Linked DNA regions of Mus musculus: regions 1, 2 and 3 are each linked to region 4. A link is a contact called in public promoter capture Hi-C data. All regions are on one chromosome and are shown on one strand. The core of a region is the stretch at or near the end of the contact, and the rest is flanking DNA. Distances in the headings are between cores, read along the strand shown. Region 1 overlaps Hs6st3 (heparan sulfate 6-O-sulfotransferase 3). Region 2 overlaps Hs6st3 (heparan sulfate 6-O-sulfotransferase 3). Region 3 overlaps Hs6st3 (heparan sulfate 6-O-sulfotransferase 3). Region 4 holds the start of Hs6st3 (heparan sulfate 6-O-sulfotransferase 3).

Region 1 (2,700 bases), core at 60-2,559, 420 kb after region 4:
GCCATAGGTTAGCACTTTGTCGTTTTTATTGCTGAGTGATATTCTATAATTCAACCATATTGTGAATATGTTCTTAGTAGAAATTTTTATCATTTCCATTCATTGATTAGTGAACAAAGTTGGTCTGAACATTCATCTGTAGGTGTTCCATGGCTTCCAGTGAGGATATGACTGATACAGCTCTTGTGAAGTTGAAAGTGTGTTGAGAATATACAACATGCAGAACATACATATGGTTGTGGTCTATGGTATGCTGTGCAGTGTGAACATTTGCTCAGAGGTTAGCCAGCTGCCTGGTGGCTGTTGCTCAGGATCATACTACATGTGGCTAACCATAAAAAAAGATAAAAATTAAAAACCCAAAGCATGACTTCTATTTTATATACATCCACACCATTTTAAGATTAAGGACTAGTAGATCTTACCACGGTCATTTGTAGTGATCCTGTGCAAGTTTTGTAGTGAATATGTGATCAGTACGCTTGTGCATATATTCAAATGTAGCATGAGAGCAAATCGTCTGCTGTAGAAAAACTAGACTGAGAGTCAGTGTTAGTTATAGATATGAGCAAGTTAGCTGGTTATTGAAGGAATCTAGATGAAGAAGATGGTGACTACAGTAGAATCTCTTTTTTTCTAACACTCAGTAGTCTTGAACATTTTCCTTCTACTTAGGAAGAATATATCATAATACATTAACAAGTTGCCCTGATATACTAGGATTGTTGTAAAAAGGACTGGATCTGAAGAGTGACCACTCTGGCCACGTGTGTGAGAAACAATTTCTATTCATAGATGTAATGATACTTGGATCAACATGAAGAAAATCAAAGCAAAGTTCCAATAATAACAAAACCCTAAAATATAACATGACTTGTGACCTATTATTCAACAATTTACCAGGTTATAGACATCAGTAAATGAAATGAGTGACAAATCATCATATGTCTTGGCAACTTCTTTATTTGGTATAGTGAACTTTTAGAAATTCTGAATATAGAATGCGAAGAAGAAGAAGAAGGAGGAGGAGGAGGAGGAGGAGGAGGAGGAGGAAGAGGAGGAGGAGGAGGAGAAGGAGGAGGAGGGAGAGGAGGAGGAAAAAGAGGGGGAGGTAGAGCGAGAGGGAGAGAGAGAGATGGAAAACTTACATCTGTCAAACTGCTGATGCCTTTGGCTGATGAGATCATTAGTAAATTGTGCCTATGCTGCTGTTTGGAAGCTAATGGTCTGTTTGCTTAACAGAAGGGTGTCTGTTCTTTGAACACCCATATTATGTAAAATTGGTTTCCGAGGAAGTGAAAGTGGAGCAGAGTGTATTCCATGCCTCCTGTCACTTGTACTTTTCACATTAATCGGTGCTTCTTTCTGAGTAGATGATGTGCTTCGGGGGTGAGATTCTGAAACCAAATCCCCAGGGTTCCAAATCTGGCTGTTTCTGCTTATTAGGTGCTGTCCTTGGGCATGCTGTGCAACTGTGCTATGCTGTCTTTGTCTATAAATGTGGACACACTAATAACCTTCCTCAGAGAATATTTGTGAATATTAATGATTCAAAGCATTTAGGGCAGATCTTAGCCCTTGGCGAGTGCTCCACAAACTAGGACTTGAACCAAACTCTGTGGAGAGCTCAAGTTCTTGCCATCTTGCTTGCATACTGACCACAAAACAAGACAAAAGTGCTATATATGAGTGTACTGGCTAGTTTTGTGTCAATTTGACACAGCTGGAGTCACCACAGAGAAAGGAGCTTCAGTTGAGGAAATGCCTCCATGAGATCCAACTGTAAGGCATTTTCTCAATTAGTGATCAAGGGGGAAAGGCCCCTTGTGGGTGGAACCATCACTGGACTGGCAGTCTTGGTTCTATAAGAGAGCAAGCTGAGCAAGCCAGGGGAGGCAAGCTAGTAAGGAACATCCCTCCATGGCCTCTGCATCAGCTCCTGCTCCCTGACCTGCTTGAGTTCCAGTCCTGACTTCCTTTGGTGATGAACAGCAATGTGGAAGTGTAAGTTGAATAAACCCTTTCCTCCCCAACTTGCTTCTAGGTCATGATGTTTGTGCAGGAATAGAAACCCTGACTAAGACAATGAGTATCTTCTTTCCTTATTTATCTAGTACATACTTAGTAGGAAAAAAAAAAAACAAACAAAAGGAACATAATTTATTGCGGTACCTGAGTTTGATTGCTTTGGATTTTACTCAGTGGATGACCTGGACCTTTGGCGCACATGCATTGTGAAACTTTTCATCTAACATAATTTTAGTGGTGCCTGAAGCAAAAATTAAAAAAAAAAAAAAAGAAAGAAGAATCGAACCTTCATTCATGTTGCTCCTTATACCTTTGCTGCTGTCCTACCTTTTCTCTGTTTAGACACGTGACCAAATACATAGATCATAAATTATGATTGCTTGTTTAGAGCTATATCGAACTTCCTCCTCTTAAGTCAAGTTGGGGTAATAGGTACAAATTTTCAAGTAATTCTCAGGAACACTACCTCAGTGAGTTGATGGCAGGATTCAAGTGGCTTACTGTTCTTCACCAAATTGAATTCTTAATTTTGGTTAACACATGGCATGCTAATTTATAATCTCTACTAGTTTCATGATTCTGGTAACCTAGGCTCCACACAGTAACTATTAGTTGGTAGGCTAGTTTGATGTGTCCAACTCACTGGTCAGTCAGGTGCCCACCATCCCACCT
Region 2 (2,700 bases), core at 161-2,660, 350 kb after region 4:
CAACGATCTTTCCAGATTCCTAAGGGTGTGTTGGGCTTCTCATTCTTTGTATTCCTTCCCCCTGGATAAATCAAGATTATAGTAAGTATGTTTGAGTAACTGTCCATGTTCCCACTAAGTTTAGTGTTCACTGAGAGCAAGGATAACAAACACAGTACCCAGCAAGTATGACCAGGTATCACAGACCTCCCCAGAACACTGTCTCACTCATCTGACAGAACTTAGTTTTTTTCTGCTGACTAAAACTCTAGTTTTATCTTTTAAAAACAAAAAGAAAATAAAACTCTTTGTTTTACTTCCCCCAAGTCTTCCTTATGCTGCTCTTAGACTTTTTAAAATAGAATTTCTTGATCTTTGATTTCCCATTCACCTTTCAGCTCACTAGATCTGTATTTAATGATCCTGGAGTAATACACATTGTTCTTCTGAAATCCGTGGGTATCCTCTGAAGTACCACGTCAAATAGGACCTTCTCAGGCCTTATTTATCTGGTTGCTCACAACTATGAACTCCTGGCTTTTCTTCCTTGGAACAGATCTCTGTGGAAGCCACAATCTTGGTCCTTCCTAGTCCCCCCGTCAGTATCCAAATCCTAGATGTTTGACCATAACTTTCCGCCTTATCTTCATGTTATTACTATGTTTTAACAAAACGCCACCATGTTTAATTACAGTTATATTTCTTCAGTCCTATAGAGAGGCTAGAAAGATCAATGTTCATTTCCTGATGCAAATTTACAACTCCCCTGTATTGCAGAATGTTGGAGTTTAAATTTTCATATGTACTTACTGTATAAATCCTTATTTTAAGGATAATGTTTATTAACATATCTGTTGCTTGCATGTCTGTCACAGTGTTGCCATGTTGTGAGTGTCGTTTAAATGGCTCAATATATGTGGATTTGTATACATTCACATGTTACTCATGTGAGTTACATTAGTTCTCCACTGCACTTGCTGAAGAACGAACACCCATTAGTTTAGAGTGTAACTTATTCAGATGTCATTTCCTTGAAGAAATGACAGAGTTAAAGTAAGGTCATCAGTGTGAGTCCTAATTGCATGCAACTTGTGTCTGCACAAGAACACAAAAGTGGGTGTACATAAAGACACAAAGTATACACATTCACACAGAGAGAAAGGGACCAGGATATGTAGTTAGATGGTAGCTGACTATAATAAGCCACAGGAGAGACTGCATCAAAACTATTGTGTGGAACCTTAGCCTTGGACTTCTACTCTGGAGCACTGTGAAGAAATAAATCCCTGCGTCTTCATTCCCTAAACCTTTTGTGTTATCATTATTACTATTATCAATTTTAATTTTTAGGAAGCGAGAGCTAACAGAACTGTATAGCTACATTCATCACTTAAACCTATTTTTTGCTGAAGTTGTAAGCAGGAGACTGGAATGTGGAACAAAAGCTTTGTCTCTTTTCTCCTAACACATCTAGCTCCTCACAAATGCATTGTCAATACACGTCTGGGAATTGTTCCAGAGAGACAGGATGGTTACCAAACATGTCATCAAGAGTCTTCAAACAAATGAAGCCACGCCGTGGTCTACACCCTTCTGGCTTCTTTATCCAGCTTCTTGTAGTTTTGATCTGTACAGGCTTTGCCTACTTTGGTAAGATGCCTCCCACCTTCTTCTGCACATCATGTCAATCTCATTCTCCTGCTTGATCTTGGTAATCCCTCTCCTTCTTGTGGCTCCCCCTGACCACCAGCCCACAGTGATTTCCTTCTCCATCCCCCACACCACACTATGACATTCCTCAGGGTGCTCCATCCTCCACACCACACCATGATATTCACCAGCTGCTTATGAACTACTGAGTGTTATTATCAGCTCATTATTCCACCTCTTCACTGTTCTCTCTCACTCATCTGTGCTTGGATGATTTAACATTTTCTGAAGACAAGTAAAAAGTAATACTTTCTTCTTTCTAGTCTCTCTCCCTCTGACTCCGCTCTGTCTTCAAACCAGAAGGGCTATTTCATCATTGAACACAGGGGATGCTTAATGTTTAAAATGACATTCAGATGATTGGACAACTGTGATTCTTCATGACTGTCTGTTGGGTGTGAAAAAAAATATGATCACAAACAAGGTTTATAAAAACCATCCAAACCACTTTTGATAAAGGAAGAGAGATTTGAATACAAGGACTGATTTATTATTATGGATTAAACCTTTGCCTTGTCTCATTCAGTATCATTCTTGCTTCAGTCAGTTCATGATATGTAAGGGAAAAAGAGGACCTGTTATTGATGGTTCAATATTTTTGATGAAAAGGTGCTTAAATTATTTTAGGGGAACTTCTGTTGGCCCGGAAGCCCTACAGGGGATAGTCTTTGTGTTAAGAAGAGTGAAGACTGGTCTCTTTTCTAATTTTTCTTTCTTGCTTGTGTAAACGCCCAGTAAATTCCTTTGACAGTCAGAAGAACAGATGAATGTTATTAGAAGCCTCCAACCTGTCTCAACGATGAGAAACACTTCACAGTGAGCTCACTGGGGGACACTCAGTTATGATGTCATGACTTCTTACTCTTTGCAAATGTCAGTAGCATTCATCTCTGAAGAGTTCACTGCTCTAGATATATATTTCTTGCCGAGTGTTTGTTCATTCAATATAGATCCCACTGTGCCCAAGGAGTGATATATATTTCCACTTCTAGCTCATTCCTGTGTCTTAGT
Region 3 (2,700 bases), core at 46-2,545, 330 kb after region 4:
AAAACTGGCAGAGGTACCTGCCTTTGTGAGCCTAAATTCTGATGCAACATTATTCCTCCTTGCTAGCTGGGAAAAGCATAAGTGAATATAAAAACCCTGGGTTGTGCTACTGGTAGAGATCCTAGAGTTTGTGGACTTCCACATAATTTTTCAAATGGGCTTGCTCTTCTATCTTGTACTACTTTACTGGCTGCTGCTATCTACTGAATAAAGCCACATATGGATTGCAAGCACTGGTAAAGAATCCAATGTACTAAAAATGTCTATAATGCAATATTACTTATTATATAGCAATACACAGTGACTTAAATATATTGTACATGCATATATATTTACACATATGCATATATATGTTTTTATACAGAGAAGGTCTATTTTCATTATTCATAGCTGTTATGCTCTATGCAGTTTCCCTAATCTCTGAATTAGCGCATACCAATGTTTCTAGGGAGAATATTGGTTTAGTTCTTTGGGTCATGACATATCCATTTGCTGCTGAATACAAGACCTTGCTTCCTGTGTGTTTCTTTGCAGAGGTGCCTTACATAAATGTGTGCAATGATTAAGTGGCAGCACAGCTTCACTTGTACACAGGCGTGAATGAAGCCATGTAATGCAGATCTTTGCCCTAAGGCTCGTTTTTTGCCTTGGTGAGCTGGGGAAGATCAGACAACGATTTTAATACGACTCCTCACACCGCCTCCAATAGTAAAATTGCTAAGAGAAAGCTCAGGACTTCAGAAAACATGGCACTGAGTAGACTGTAAAGAGGACACTTGCTTTCAGAGTCAACTAATATATGGAGCCACGAGGAAAGCTGCTGATCTCTGTTGGGAAGATATACATCCACTAATTTACATTTATTTTTATTTCTTATTCTTTTTGTCACATTGAATATATGTCATGAGTGACCACAAAAGTGCTTTGGTGTTGCAAATAAATTTATTGGGTAAGTTATTTTACATAGAGGCAATCTACAAATCATGAAGATTGAGTCCAGCCCCCCTCTTTGTGTGTGTATAGTTGTAATTGTAGTTGTGATTATGTGCCTTTGGTCTTTTCCAGTGAGTTCTGAGCTTCATCTTTAAGAAGCTCTAGTACAAAGCCTGGAAATGGAATTTGAGGTTGTGAGCAAGGATAAGTCTGCTCCATTGCTGGGTTCCACCATGCAAACCTCCTCTCTGCCTGTTCCAGGCAAGTGTCATAAGAGTTGCATGGAGTTGGATGATTCAGCTATGACTCAAATGCTGCAAACACCGAGCAGGGGAAGAAATGGCTGGAGGAGGGGAGGCAAGTCGAGCCTGCAGGCACACAAGAAAATCAGCTAGGCAGCAGCAGGGCCATGCTCTCAGCTTCATGCTGGGTTCTGGCTTCTCAGCTGCAGTGCTGGGCTTCACTGAGTCATTCCATACCTCAGAAACCTTGTGGCCCCCACCTTGCAAAGATCAAACCTTTTCTTGCTGACTGGCTGTCCTTTTAAGGCAGGAGAGATGTGACCCATGTCTGTACCTCCAGAAGCCTGGAGCTTGGCACGGGGGCAAAGAGCGCCTCAATAACTGCCTCCGTGACTGATGGGCTGTCTTGAGGCTTTCTGCAGATCCTAAGTCCAACATTTCTGCTAGTGTCAATTGAATAGGCAGATGCCTGAAATCCCTTTATTGAGCAGAAAAGCCTTTTATTCTGTAATTATAGAGGAAAAGAAAAGATCATAAAAATATTCAGTGGTAACAATTTAGTATGAATGCTTTTCAGTTGAAGTATAATTAGTCAACAAATGTAAATCACTAATTATGAGTTTCTTTTCTGTTTTGATGTGAAGCCATGCTTCAAGTGTCTATGGCAAGAAGAGACCTTAGTACTAAAGCTGCATAAAAGTGTGGGAGAAAAGAAAGATCAGTTTGAAAAGTGGAACACAGGAAAGCAAAGCTGCCTATTTTGCATTTCATTGGACCTAGACAGAGAAGGCAGAGTGGTGAGGTATAGTTATGGCAGAACCAAAGGTATTTTGATGAGAGAGAAAAACAAAGAGAGGGAGGGGTGTGTAGACATGGATTTGCATAGAAGATCATGCTGTCTTTTGGAGAATGTCTCTTAAAGACTTAGTCCCTCCCCAGTTTGGAGCTATGGTAGAGCAGAGTAACCTCCTAAAAATCAGGGCATAATCAGAGGTCTTATATCCTTATAGGATACCTCCAGGGTATTGTGAGATCCAGTCTCTTCCTCGTGTTTCTTTTCTTCTCCTGGGAATGGAATATTCTACCAAATGCTTGGTCATGTATTAGCTCTTCAGTGACACAAAGCAAAGAAAGAACCATTGGATCAAGAGTTACAGCCTCTAAGACAGAAAGCCTGATAACCTAGTTCTTATGACAGCCATAGCTCAGAGTCACAAGCAGCCTGTGGACTTCTGCCCCAGCTGGGGCTTCAGTTTACACTTCCGAGTGGACTATAGCAGCCACCACACAGTGACTTTCTGCCTGTCCAATGGTCAGCTCTAGCTAATCTCACTCTGCATCGGCAGGGACTGTGTTTGGCATTTCTCCTGCTTACAAGGATTTCTATGGGAGAGTTGTGGTCCATCTTTGAAGACAATGAAAGAGAGTCATGTTTTTGGATTTGAGAAAGCTCTTGAGTGATGTCTGCCTTTCTAGGGTTCTCACCATCTTCTGTTATCTTATGTTTTAGTGACATTTGTGATAT
Region 4 (2,700 bases), core at 140-2,639:
ATTGAACGGTGTATCAATGCATTATCTGAAAAACCATAAAGTGTATTTAAGCAAAGAAGTTTGGATCCTGGGGCAAATTCAAAATGTACACACTCGAAAGAAGTTTTTTAATGAAAACCTCGGTGGACAACGAAGGAGGTCTTCACTGTGGAACACAGGTGAGGGCAGCTGATGTTGCTTCTTACTGGGGTGGGAAAAGGGCGAGTCTTGAACATCGAAGAGCCCACTTTGTGTTAATGGAATGGATTTTAGGACTTATATCCTGCAGGGCTGCGTCTTGGAGCCATGGAAAGGGAGTTCGCATCAAACACAAATCTCTTTATAAAGCAGGCTTTTTAATGGTTGCTGGTTGAATAAAGTTGTAGTGTTGGACCTACTAAGTTCATAGTTGAGGAAGCTTGGAACAAACTGGAGCATCAGTTTGAGCGTGTTGGGAGGCAGTAAATGAAGTCTGGAACCTATGTACCCTGCTGAGGAAGGACAAGCAACCGCCTGTTTAGTCTGCGTGAGACTTTCTGCCATAGGGGTGTTTTATTCCTGCAAACAAGACCAACCAGGTTTCTGTCCACTCTCACACTGAGAAAGCTGCCAATGTTGCAATTTAGAGGAATCAGATCATCGCTAGCAACGCCCTCCATGGGGCCTGTTCTCGCTCCGCGGTAGCCTTTCTGCCAGATCTCCCTAGGCTCCAGGCTGAAGGGATTCCCACCCCCAGCAGCCTCCCGCGAGCCCCGCGGAGCCGTGGACTCCTCCCCTGGAAACTCCTCCGGGGCTGAGGAAGGCTTTGGCGCATGCTCCGTACCTAGGGCAGGTTTTTTTGCTGCGGGTAGCAGGGCTCCTGTCACACCGGCTGGCGGGTTGTGGCGGTGCCAGCCCGCGTGAGCGAGTGTGTGCGCGTTGCCTGCGCCTGGGCGGGCGGACCCGGAGCAGTAGTGCGATTTGCCCGGGAGGCGGCTCCGCAGAGGCGTCTTGCTCGCCGCCGCCGAGGGGCGGCTTTGCAAACTTGCGGCGGGCTCTCGGCGCCCAGGGACCCGTGGGCAAAGGTGCCGGGCGCGGTGCACGCGGAGGGCTGGGGCTGCGGGACCGGGCCGAGCCTTCGCCCTTGGCCCGCGCCCTGGTGAGCCTCATGCAGCTCCTGTGCTCGCCACCGCAGCTGCCCCGGGAAGGTCCGGGACACGAACCCCGCACCGCAGCGCCTGAGCGTCTACCGACCGGCGGCGGGATGCTCCGTGTCGCCTGAGAGCGCCGCGTCCAGGTACAAGAGGAGCCGGCTGGAGCCCGGCGCCCCAGGGATCGAGAGGAGCCCCACGCCACAGCCGCCGGCGCCGGCGCCCGTCTTCTCGGCTCCGCTCGTAGGCCCCGGCTCTGCCAACCCCGGAGTGCGGCGGGGCAGCCAGACAGCCGTTCTCTTCGGCGGCAGGGGCATGGAGGAGCGGCGGGCTCCGAGCCGCGCCCCGGAGTCCCCGAAACTTCCGAGCAGGCGCCCGATCGCGCCGCTGGCGCCGCAGCCACCTCACCTGCCGGCCTGAGAACGGGACCATGGATGAAAGGTTCAACAAGTGGCTGCTGACGCCGGTGCTCACTCTCCTCTTCGTGGTCATCATGTACCAGTACGTGTCCCCTTCCTGCACCAGCTCATGCACCAACTTCGGGGAGCAGCTCCGCTCCGGGGAGGCCCGCCCGCCCGCTGTCCCGAGTCCTGCCCGACGGGCACAAGCACCCCTTGATGAGTGGGAGCGGCGGCCCCAGCTGCCACCGCCACCCCGGGGACCGCCCGAGGGGTCTCGTGGGGTCGCGGCTCCCGAGGATGAGGATGAGGATCCCGGGGACCCGGAGGAGGAGGAGGAGGAAGAAGAGGAGGAGCCGGACCCCGAGGCGCCCGAAAACGGCTCCCTGCCCCGGTTCGTGCCTCGATTCAACTTCACCCTCAAGGACCTGACCCGCTTCGTGGACTTCAACATCAAAGGGCGGGATGTGATCGTGTTCCTGCACATCCAGAAGACCGGGGGCACCACGTTCGGCCGGCACCTGGTGAAGAACATTCGTCTGGAGCAGCCATGCAGCTGCAAAGCTGGCCAGAAAAAGTGCACCTGCCACCGGCCGGGCAAGAAGGAGACCTGGCTCTTCTCCCGCTTCTCCACCGGCTGGAGCTGCGGGCTGCATGCCGACTGGACCGAGCTCACCAACTGCGTGCCGGCCATCATGGAGAAGAAGGATTGTCCCCGCAACCACAGCCACACCAGGTACTGTCCCGCGTCTGTTGGTTTCCTGAACCCCACTCCCTTCCCCCAAGTCCTGACCCCGCCAGTCCCGCGTCGCGCTCCCTTAGCTGTTTGGCAGTGGCTTTCCAAAGGGTGGGCAGCGAATTTGGGTGAAGGGTGAGAAACCGCTGGATACCCACCGGGGGGGGGGGGTGTCTTGAGTTGGTTTCTTTCCCATGCTTCACTGTTTCTTGCCACCCCCTGTCACCTTCAGCCATGTCCACGGCCATCCTGATGTGCATTCTGCACAGTGCCTAGCATTGTGTGATGAGGTATTTGGAGCAGACACTAAAGAACAGCTATGGAATAACCAGGGTGTCGAGGGAGAGAGGTCGAGTCTTGAACTTAAATTATGTGGTGGAAATCCAAAGAATAGGGGATCCGGGAGTGCAGACATAGTTTTTCAGGAATGGTGAGGCTGGAGCATAATGTCCTTCTA

What was found. Promoter capture Hi-C pulls out the DNA fragments that hold promoters and counts their contacts.
Region 1: a promoter capture Hi-C map of hippocampal neurons shows a contact between it and region 4, with 6 times the contacts expected there. The contact joins the enhancer-like site here to the promoter of Hs6st3 in region 4. A contact is called at or near these places in 3 of 39 promoter capture datasets (the 3T3-L1 cell line, cranial neural crest and hippocampal neurons), 2 of 484 Hi-C or Micro-C datasets (both in cerebral cortex), 9 of 115 datasets of contacts at active chromatin or transcription factors (embryonic basal ganglia, embryonic forebrain, embryonic hindbrain and 6 more) and 2 of 9 other capture datasets (embryonic stem cells and pancreatic islet).
Region 2: a contact with region 4 is called in a promoter capture Hi-C map of hippocampal neurons, with 7 times the contacts expected there. The contact joins the enhancer-like site here to the promoter of Hs6st3 in region 4. A contact is called at or near these places in 8 of 39 promoter capture datasets (the 3T3-L1 cell line, embryonic stem cells, hippocampal neurons and 3 more), 2 of 484 Hi-C or Micro-C datasets (cerebral cortex and cortical neurons), 6 of 115 datasets of contacts at active chromatin or transcription factors (craniofacial prominence, embryonic forebrain, embryonic stem cells and 2 more) and 1 of 9 other capture datasets (pancreatic islet).
Region 3: a promoter capture Hi-C map of hippocampal neurons shows a contact between it and region 4, with 6 times the contacts expected there. The contact joins the enhancer-like site here to the promoter of Hs6st3 in region 4. A contact is called at or near these places in 9 of 39 promoter capture datasets (the 3T3-L1 cell line, embryonic stem cells, hippocampal neurons and 3 more), 8 of 484 Hi-C or Micro-C datasets (cerebellar granule neurons, cerebellum, cerebral cortex and 3 more), 8 of 115 datasets of contacts at active chromatin or transcription factors (astrocytes, craniofacial prominence, embryonic basal ganglia and 5 more) and 1 of 9 other capture datasets (pancreatic islet).

What each region holds. Positions count from the first base shown.
Region 1 is chr14:119,552,807-119,555,506 of GRCm38.p6, forward strand. All of the region lies in intron 1 of Hs6st3 (heparan sulfate 6-O-sulfotransferase 3), which reads left to right. Among named protein-coding and RNA genes, the nearest start is that of 1700006F04Rik, 200 kb to the right of the region's middle. Within about 2 kb of position 1,310, at least 5 of the 459 cell types and tissues checked have an H3K27ac peak or open chromatin away from gene starts, as enhancers often do. A contact at or near this core is called in hippocampal neurons and pancreatic islet, where this site is marked.
Region 2 is chr14:119,487,676-119,490,375 of GRCm38.p6, forward strand. All of the region lies in intron 1 of Hs6st3 (heparan sulfate 6-O-sulfotransferase 3), which reads left to right. Among named protein-coding and RNA genes, the nearest start is that of 1700006F04Rik, 260 kb to the right of the region's middle. Within about 2 kb of position 1,411, at least 9 of the 459 cell types and tissues checked have an H3K27ac peak or open chromatin away from gene starts, as enhancers often do. A contact at or near this core is called in hippocampal neurons, where this site is marked.
Region 3 is chr14:119,465,831-119,468,530 of GRCm38.p6, forward strand. All of the region lies in intron 1 of Hs6st3 (heparan sulfate 6-O-sulfotransferase 3), which reads left to right. Among named protein-coding and RNA genes, the nearest start is that of 1700006F04Rik, 280 kb to the right of the region's middle. Within about 2 kb of position 1,296, at least 21 of the 459 cell types and tissues checked have an H3K27ac peak or open chromatin away from gene starts, as enhancers often do. A contact at or near this core is called in cerebral cortex, cortical neurons and hippocampal neurons, where this site is marked.
Region 4 is chr14:119,136,876-119,139,575 of GRCm38.p6, forward strand. Hs6st3 (heparan sulfate 6-O-sulfotransferase 3) reads left to right here and starts at 1,390. Exons shown (of 2, transcript NM_015820.3): 1 at 1,390-2,243. The coding sequence starts at 1,540.